Linked DNA regions of Mus musculus: region 2 is linked to region 1. A link is a contact called in public promoter capture Hi-C data. All regions are on one chromosome and are shown on one strand. Each heading gives the region's core, a stretch centred on a gene start, on an enhancer-like site or on the middle of the called end of the contact. The rest is flanking DNA. Distances are from core to core; before and after follow the strand shown.

Region 1 (4,543 bases), core at 1,490-3,989:
GGTCCCTGGTGGAGACCTACAGAATCAATCAAGAACCTTTTCCAGGCCTCTAGATAACAGTGGATATGGAGGATTACAGCTTGAGCCTCAACAGCTGAAGGGAAAGGAGAGAGAGGGGGCACATGCTCCAGAGTTCTAGAGTTATTCATCCAATCATAATGTCTGTACTGTAGGCAGGTTTTCAAATATTAAATATACTCAAGATAACCAAAAGGAAAGATTAAAAATCTTACCAAGGATAAGGGAAACAAGCTGAGACAACCACACGACGTGAAACACATGGCGCGTTGCAGAGCTCCTGAACTCAGCTTGGGGAGCCGAGACTTTACCTAGAATCAGACTCTGAAAATGGACTGGATCACCACGTGCTAGACACAACATCAGCAGAGCCTACTACAGGCGCAGGGGCAAAGCACTGATGACATCCTGTAACAACATGGTTCTGGTGGCATGTTCTCAGGGCAGGATGTGATCTTGTAGGAATAGGGGATGGTGTACATCGTCCCACGGTGTCATTTCTTTTAGCAAAACATTGCTTTGCCTAGCTAAGTATGAATGGTATACCAGAAGGCATGACTGACTGCCCCAGCCCTGTATTCTCCACTTGTTTATGGAGGAATGGGCACAGAGATATTTCTATCTCAGTGCCAAACAGTACCTGGCACTTACTGGATGTTCAATAAATGTTTTTGGGAGTGGGGAGGAGAACATACTAAAGCCCAAGTGCCAGGAAGCTGTGAGAGAAGAGGGCAGTGGAATGGGGAGTTAGGCAGCTGAGGGTCCCGAGGACTGGAGGAAGCACTGTGAGATGGTGTCAGGGTAGGCACAAAGCACACTGCTTCTCAGCACCATCAGAATTGCTCCAGGGCATGCCTGCTTGATCCTGTCAAGGCCACTAAGATGGGCCAGAACCCATCCCCAAACCTTGAAACCAACTGTTCTAAACAAAATTAGTATATTCACCCTAAGTAATATGTGTCCATAGGTCTATCTGGATGATACTGGGCCAGTCTCTATGAGTTCAACGTCAGCCTGGTCTACCTAGCAGACTCCTGGCCAGCCAAGACTACACAGAGGAGCCCTGCCTCAAAAACAGGAAAACAAACAAGCAAAGGAGGAGGAGGAGGAGGAGGAGGAGGAGGAGGAGGAGGAGGAGGAGGAAGAGGAGGAGGAGGAGGAGGAGGAGGAGGAAGAGGAGGAGGAGGAGGAAGAGGAGGAGGAGGAGGAGGAGGAGGAGGAGGAAAAACCACTTCATTAACCAACAAAATCCAACTGGGCATACTGACTGGTCAGTAGCTACTTTCTTATTTTCTCACTTTTTTTTTCCAGTTTATCTGACGGTTCAGGACACTGAGACTGTAACAGTAATGGAAAAGGAAAGGAGGGGCCTTCCTTTTCAGGGCGGGGTGAGGGAAGGAGTGCAAGTGACTGAATCTGGAGAGGGGTGCTGTGGGTTAGCTCAGTGATGCAACTGGCACGCACGAGTTAGTAACACATACACACACCACCCACACCCTTCCTTCTGAAACAAGGGACAGGAGAGTTGGAGGTGAGCTAGGGCGGCTAGCCATGAAGATGAGGGCAGTGGCACTATAAACCAAAGACTGCTGTTGAGGTGCCTGGTATGTGAGACATGCCTAGTGGGGTCCCTTGGCAGCTAGTGAGGAACAGTGCTAAGAGAAGCCAGTCACATCTAAGGGCCCTTGTCCAGTTCCCGGAGAGAAAAGGGAGAGAAAAAGGACATATTTAGTAGCCAGGAGAGTACTTTCTTTTGTGGCATGAAGCAAAAGAAGCAATGTAGGAGGGGAACTGAGAGATGAGAGAACAAATCAGAAGAAAGTTGGTGTAAACTGTAGCAGCAAGGGCAGCAGGGAGATTGGTGTAGATGTCCCCTCTGCTGTTGCGTCCCTCTCTGGAAAATGAACACAGTGCATAGAGGCAGTGGTTTTGGTTTGACAGTGCTGCCCAGCAGCTCTTCTGTAACAGCAGAGAAGAGCTACACCTGCACCGCGTAACACGAAGCGGGGGCGAGGAGACAGAGAGAGACAGAGAGAAAGAGACAGAGAGGTGACAGTTTTGATTTCCCTCCCTTGAGACAGGCTCTATGTAGCTCACTCTGGCATGGAGCTTGCGATGCTCTTGCCTCAGACTCCCAAGTGCTGGTTCTAGAGGGAGGCACCCCTGCAACTTACTGAAACATTGAATTTTTAAATTTTAAGCCATAGAGGCAAGTCCTCAAATTTTCAAAACTGTAATATATATATAATTTTTATACTTTTAATTTTTATTAAAAAACATGTTTTTTCATACAGTGTATTCTGATCATGGAGTCCCCCTTCTTCAGCTCCTCCCAGATCCTCCCCATCTCCACAGCCACCCAACTCCACATCCTTTCTTCCTCAACAAATAAAAAACAACAGCAAACCTAGAACAGGACAAAATAGGCAAATGGGGGAAAATAGCCAAAGAAAAATAACAAGAAACACATACAGACACACACACACACACACAAATCCCATAAAAACACAAAATCAGAAAACATAATATAAGATCTCTAAGGTTAAAAAGTAAGAAAGGAAGAGAAAGAGGGAGGAAGAGGGAGGGAGGGAGAGGGAGGGAGGGAAGAAGAAAGGAAGGTAGGTAGCTCCAGACAAAGCATTTCGTACCTTTGTTCTCTAGTACTATCCAGACAAAAACTCTCCAAAAATACCACTGACTTTGTTTTGTTTTGGTCATCTACTGCTGGGCATGGTGCCTGCCTTTAGGTGTGGTTTGTATAACCCTTGATATACTGTTCGAGAAAATTCATTATTCCTTTGTAAACAAGTGACAATTGGCCTCTGGGTTTATGCTCACTTCCCTTTTCAGGACTGGAACTCTGCCTGGGTTTCAGGACACGCCCTGTGCATGCTGCTAGGCTCTGTAAGTCCATCTGTCCTATTATATCTAGAAGACATCGTTTCTTTGGTGTCCTTTATCCTTATTGGCTCTTACAATCGTTCTGCCACCTCTTCCATAGAGTTCTCTGAGCACTGAGGTGAAAATTGTCCTTTCAATTTCTGTAAAGGATTGTGTTGGACTTTTGATGGGAATTGCACTGAATTGCTGTTGGTAGGATGCCATTTTTTTTCTGATCTGATCCATGAGCATGGGAGATCTTTCCATTTTCTGGTATCTTCTTCAATGTCTTAAAAATTTTATAATGCAAGTCATTTGCTTGTGTTGGGGTGACCTTCCCTAATGTTGTTCTTGTTTGACTAGAGTTACCCCAACACACACACACACACACACACACACACACACACACACACACACACACACACACAATGAGGTTATTGTGGAAGGTGGTATTTCCCTGATTTGTCATTTGTATATAGGAAAACTACTGATTTTTGGTGTTAATTTTGTATCCTGCTACTTTGCTGAAAGTGGTTATGAGCAGTCAAAGTTTATTGGTATAGATTTTAGTGTCATTTATGTATAAACATAAAAGATACATTGGCTTCTTCCCTTCCTGTCTGTATCCCTTTGATCTCCTTCAGTTGTCTTACTGCTCTAGCTAAGACTTCAAGCATTATATTGACCGGGGATGGAGAGAGTGGCCATCCTTGTGTTGTTCCTGGTTTTAGTGTAATTGCTTTGAGTTTCTCTTTGCTGGGGTTAATATTGCCTGTGGGCTTGCTGTAAAGTGCCTTTATCATGTTGAGGTGTATCCCTTGTAGCCCCAGTCTCTCCAGGCCTTCTCTTCATCTAATGAGATGCACCTGTGGTTCATGTCTTTCAGTCTGTTTATGTGGTGGATTACATTTTACAGTTTATGTAGAACCATTCTCTAGAATGAAGCCTATTTGATCATGGTGGATTTTTTTTTTGCATGTGTTCTTATATTCAGTTTGCAAGTATTTTATTGAGAAGATTTGCATCTATGTTCACAAAGGAATTTGGCCTGTATTTTTTTTTTTCTTTGTTGGGTCTTTGTGCAGTATCAGGATAACTGTGGTCTCATAAAATGAATTAGCCAAAGCTCCTGCTTCTATTTTGTAGAATACTTTGAAGACTGTTGCCCTTAATTATTCTTTGAATGTCTGGTAGAATTCTGTGCTAAGTCTATCTGCACCTGGGTGGTTTTTGGTGGAGGGACTTTTAAGTACTGCTTCTGTTTCACTAGGAGTTATCAGTCTGTTCAAATTGCTTATGTAATAGTGATTTAATATTGGTATAACATTGGTAGGTGGTATACATCAAAAATTTTATCCATTTCTTTCAGGTTTTCCAATTTGATGGAATACATATTTTTAAAGTATGCCTTTATGGTTATATGGATTCCTTCATTGTCTGTTATGTCCCTGTTTTTATTTCTAATTGTATTAATTTGGATCTTCTCTCTCCATCGTTTAGTAAATTTGGGTAAAGGTGTATCAATCTTACTTTCTCAAGGGACCAATTCTTCCTTTCATTGATTCTTTGTATTATTTTTGTTTTTTCTTCAGCCAAGCTTGATTACTTCCTTTGGGTGTGATTTGTGTTCTAAAGCCTTCAGGTG
Region 2 (4,543 bases), core at 625-3,124, 300 kb after region 1:
TGCCTGCAGAGCCCAGTAGAAGGTGTTGGAGCCCCTAGAATTTGGATTACTGAAGGTTGTGAGCCTTTACGTGGCTGCTGGGAATTGAACTTAGGTCCTCTGGAATAGCGGCCAGTGTTCTTAACCATTGAGCCATCGATGCAGGCCCAAAATAAGTTTTTTTTTTTCCATTTTTTATTAGGTATTTAGCTCATTTACATTTCCAATGCTATACCAAAAGTCCCCCATACCCACCCACCCCCACTCCCCTACCCACCCACTCCCCCTTTTTGGCCCTGGCGTTCCCCTCCAAAATGAGTTTTTTAAGGTCCCAAATAATCTGGAGGTAGAATACCTATTAGCGGGTGCACGGCCCTTGGTTTAATACCCAGTATCTGGAGAAAACCAGATTGACTCACAATACACTCTTTATGTGCAGTTACTGTTCTTTTTAATTACGGAAACACAAGTTGAGCTAGATACCTTTTTTTTTTTTTTTTGCTGTTGTTTGTTTTGAGACAGGGTTTCTCTGTGTACCCTTGGGTCCTCTGAAACTCACTTTGTAGGCCAGGCTGGCCTTGAACTCAGAGATCCAACTGCCTCTGCCTCCCCAGTGCTAGAATTAAAGGAGTGTGCCACCACTGCCTAAATACTACTCTTATTTCCATTTTACAGATGGGGAAACTGAGTCTAAACCCAGAATTGTTCATCCTAACAGTGACACTGTGCTCTGTCTTGTTTGAGAACATGCAATTTGGGGATGGAACAGTTCCTAAGAAAGCAGTCTAGCACTTCTCAGCCAAATCCATTCATCTTGCATCGTTTCTCAGTCTCAAGAATAGCCCACGCTAGCACCACTTGCAATAAGATGTCTGAGAACTTAGGTGTGAATCAATAAATGAGTATCCATTGCCACTCACTACTTAAGGCTGCCTCAGATCACGGTTTGGTATTCTCCTGGTTAGGGAGAGGAAGAGGAGGCAATGCTTTGGTGTCCCCGTTCCCTCCGCAGCACTGTAAAAAACATGAGGCACTCCTTGGCGCAACAGACTGTAACACTCGCCTGCCTGTTTAAGGAATGACAATATGGAAGGCAGATGGTGATGCATGGATACCACACTGTTGCGTTTCAGTTAAATATTGCTTGGTGATTTTTTTTTTCCCTCTTGTAAACCTCCCAAATAAAATCGCTTGCCTTCCTGAGTTGGAAGTGTTAGCATGTCTTTTCTTTAAATATCTGTGCATGGCTGTTTTTTTCCCTGCCAATTTGTCACCATCTGTAACCCTCCCTTTATGAGATGATCCGATGACGGCAATTATCTTGGAGAGTGAAAGTGCCATCTTGAAGCAATGTGTAAGAGCGGCATTAGTGTGAGCTGTGTGTATAGTGCATGCTGCCGTAACACTTGGTATGTGCTTGTGTGTATCCCCAATGACAGTGGGCTTTTCTGTATATACATTGTGAAAATTCAGAATAGTTGCTTTAGAGTTTCTTTGTGCTTGGAGCCTTGTGCTGTTGTAGATATCCTATGGACACCTGTATAGAGGTGAACTGCCTGTGGTTTCCTGCTGTAAAAAAAAAAAAAAAAAAAAAAGACCCTGCAGACATTCTGCTAGGTAAAGGGGTTCCTCTCTGGGACATAACTCCTCTATGGTGTTTAAAAGTATTGAAGGCCTGAAATTTGGAAAGTCCGGGTTAAAAAAAAAAATTAGCAATGATTGGGCCTCAACCAAATGGAAGCAAATTATGGGTGGCTTGCCTGAGGGGCTCTCAGGCTTGATGGAGAGCAGCGGTTGCGCGGAACGTGGTCTGGGCGCGGATGCTGGCGGGGAGCCGCGCGCGCTCCGCCCCTCCCCCTCGCTCCCACCCCCGGGCGCGCCGCTGGGTCGGGGAGACCTGAGAAAGCCGGGCCGCCGCGGCCAAGCCAGGGGCTGCAGCAGTGACTGTGATGGAGGGCAGCGGCGGGGTTCAGCGGGTGGCCTGGGCCGTAGTTCCTGGGCGGGTCAACCTCGCCCAGCCCTAAGGCGCGGCCCGGCCTTGCTCCACTCCACCATGAACGTCGCGCTGCACGAGTTGGGTGGCGGAGGCAGTGTGAGTGATGGCCCTGGACTCCAGGGGAGAGGACCCGGGTGGAGAGGGCACAAAGTGTGGAGGGGCGGGTGTGAGTGAACTGGCAGCGTCTGGCTGGGACCCCGGCTTGCCTCGGTGATGGCGCTTCTTCTGCGGGTTGGAGAGGGATGGTGTCAGAGGGGACCCTAGTCTGAGAGTCTGACACCCGGGGAAGGTCCCTCTGTGCATGAAAGGAGGAAGCCGGTCCAGCGAGGGACACCCGAGCAGGGCCTTGGGCAGAAGGCCTAGCTGCCCAACCTCAGTTGGTGCTCCGAACTGTTTGCAGATGGTGGAGTACAAACGTGCTAAGCTTCGGGATGAAGAATCACCAGAGATTACAGTTGAAGGCAGGGCCACCCGGGACTCACTGGAGGTGGGCAAAGGGGTTCCCCTTTTCTCATCAGGCCTCACCTTTGGCATGATGCCTGCCTGCAGTAACCATGTGGCTGTTCTAGTGGGTCGCTTGTCCTGGTTTCCACTCCATCTCTGGCCTCTGCGCCAGGACTGTAGTGAGGCATTTCAAAGCCATGACGTTGCACAAAACAGGCTCCACCTGCCTCTTTGCTTTTGGGCCCGAAGTTAACCCCCACTCGCTATTTGCTCCATCACTCTGGAAACTGGCTGTACCTTCTTCATATCTTTATTTTCTGGGAGGACTTCTGCGATATTGGGTCCTTGCGATGCAACTCAATTGCGCCTGTCCTGTGTTCCCCAGGTGGGATTCCAGAAGAGGACAAGACAACTGTTTGGTTCACACACACAGTTGGAGCTGGTCTTGGCAGGCCTCATTCTAGTGTTGGCTGCCCTTCTTTTGGGCTGCCTCGTGGCTCTGTGGGTCCACAGAGGTAGGTGGGTTCACACCTGTTGGCAGCCCTCACAGCTAAGGGGGGCCAAAACCTGAAAGTCCTCTCAATATTTTTCTTTTTGGGGCTAGCCTTTCCAACTTCCTGCTGTCATCGGCTTCTCAAAAGGTTTTGCTTCTTCCACCCCGATTGATAGTCTCCTGCCTTCTGCCATGTCTCTTGCCACAGACCCAGCCCATAGCACCTGCGTCACAGAAGCCTGCATTCGAGTAGCTGGAAAAATCCTGGAGTCTCTAGACCGTGGGGTGAGCCCCTGTCAGGACTTTTACCAGTTCTCCTGTGGAGGCTGGATTCGAAGAAACCCTCTACCCAATGGACGTTCTCGCTGGAACACCTTCAACAGCCTCTGGGACCAGAACCAGGCCATACTGAAGCACCTACTTGGTGAGTGAAGACTGTCAATCGAAAGCTTCCTGTCTGACACATGGTCCAGCACTTAGTAGGTACTCAATAAATATTCACAAGTTCAGAATTAGGTGGGTCATTCTGTGAAGCTCTTGAGGGAGGGTATGCAGAGAGCAGGAAAGCTTAGTAACTGGAGGTGGGCTAGATGGGGCAGAATAACAGGGGCTCCTTTGAGGGTATCCACAGACAGGAGGGAAAGCCACAATTTGCTCTTTCCGTCTCCCTGAGTGGTGTGCACCTTTAACCCCAGCACAGGAGGTAGAGACAGATGGATCGCTATGAATTCTAAGCCAGCCTAGTCTATAGAGTGAGTTTTATGACCAGGCTACACAGTGAGGCCCTGTTTCAAAATCCCCAAACTCAGCCAGGAGGCAGAAATAGGTCAATCTCTATGAGTTTGAGGCTAGCCTGGTTTAAATAGTAAGTTCCAGGCCAACCCCAGGCTATACAGTGAGACTTCTTCTGAAAGGGGTTGGGAGAAGAACCTGGGGGTTTTTTTTGGTTTTGGTTTTGTTTTTGTTTTTATTTTTGTTTTTGTTTTTCGAGACAGGGTTTCTTTATATAGCCCTGGCTGTCCTGGAACTCACTTTGTAGACCAGGCTGGCCTCAAACTCAGAAATCAGCCTGCCTCTGCCTCCCAAGTGCTGGGATTAAAGGCATGTGCTACCATCACCCGGCTCGCCTGGTTTGTTAATGTATGTTGATAATTCCAACTATGCAGGAGACTGAGGCAGGAGGTTGGAAAGTCAAAGCAAGCATGGCCAACTTATTTTTTTTTAAAGATTTATTTATTATTATACATAAGTTCACTGTAGCTAACTTCAGATACACCAGAAGAGGGCGTCAAATCTCATTATGGGTGGTTGTGAGCCACCATGTGGTTGCTGGGATTTGAACTCAGGACCTTTGGAAGAGCAGTCAGTGGCCTTACCCACTGAGCCATCTCACCAGCCCAATGGCCAACTTACTAAGACCCTATTTTTGAGTTTACCAAAAGGAGAAGAGAACCGGGGATATGGCTCAGTGGGATAGCACTTGTTTATCACGTGAAAGGTTCTAAATTCAATCTCCAGTCCCACAAAGGAGTCCCACACATATATAAGTGGGCCAGGAGAGGAGCGAAGGCCAGACAGAAGCTGCCCCACAGCAGTTAATCTAACTGCGCCCCGGATCCTATCCTGTGTTC

Evidence for each region. Capture Hi-C pulls out chosen DNA fragments and counts their contacts.
Region 2: a contact with region 1 is called in a promoter capture Hi-C map of adipose tissue. The contact joins the promoter of Ece2 here to the promoter of Cyp2ab1 in region 1. A contact is called at or near these places in 14 of 39 promoter capture datasets (the 3T3-L1 cell line, 3T3-L1-derived adipocytes, the HPC-7 cell line and 9 more), 7 of 484 Hi-C or Micro-C datasets (CD8 T cells, the G1E-ER4 cell line, the HPC-7 cell line and 2 more), 3 of 115 datasets of contacts at active chromatin or transcription factors (bone marrow-derived dendritic cells, embryonic stem cells and pancreatic cancer cells) and 2 of 9 other capture datasets (adipose tissue and liver).

What each region holds. Positions count from the first base shown.
Region 1 is chr16:20,322,665-20,327,207 of GRCm38.p6, forward strand. It overlaps Cyp2ab1 (cytochrome P450, family 2, subfamily ab, polypeptide 1), which reads right to left and starts at 2,740. Exons shown (of 9, transcript NM_183158.3): 1 at 2,667-2,740; 2 at 234-342.
Region 2 is chr16:20,627,977-20,632,519 of GRCm38.p6, forward strand. It overlaps Ece2 (endothelin converting enzyme 2), which reads left to right and starts at 1,875. Exons shown (of 19, transcript NM_139293.2): 1 at 1,875-2,071; 2 at 2,376-2,462; 3 at 2,805-2,934; 4 at 3,121-3,336. The coding sequence starts at 2,033. It overlaps Eef1akmt4-ece2 (Eef1akmt4-Ece2 readthrough), which reads left to right. Exons shown (of 20, transcript NM_177941.1): 3 at 2,376-2,462; 4 at 2,805-2,934; 5 at 3,121-3,336.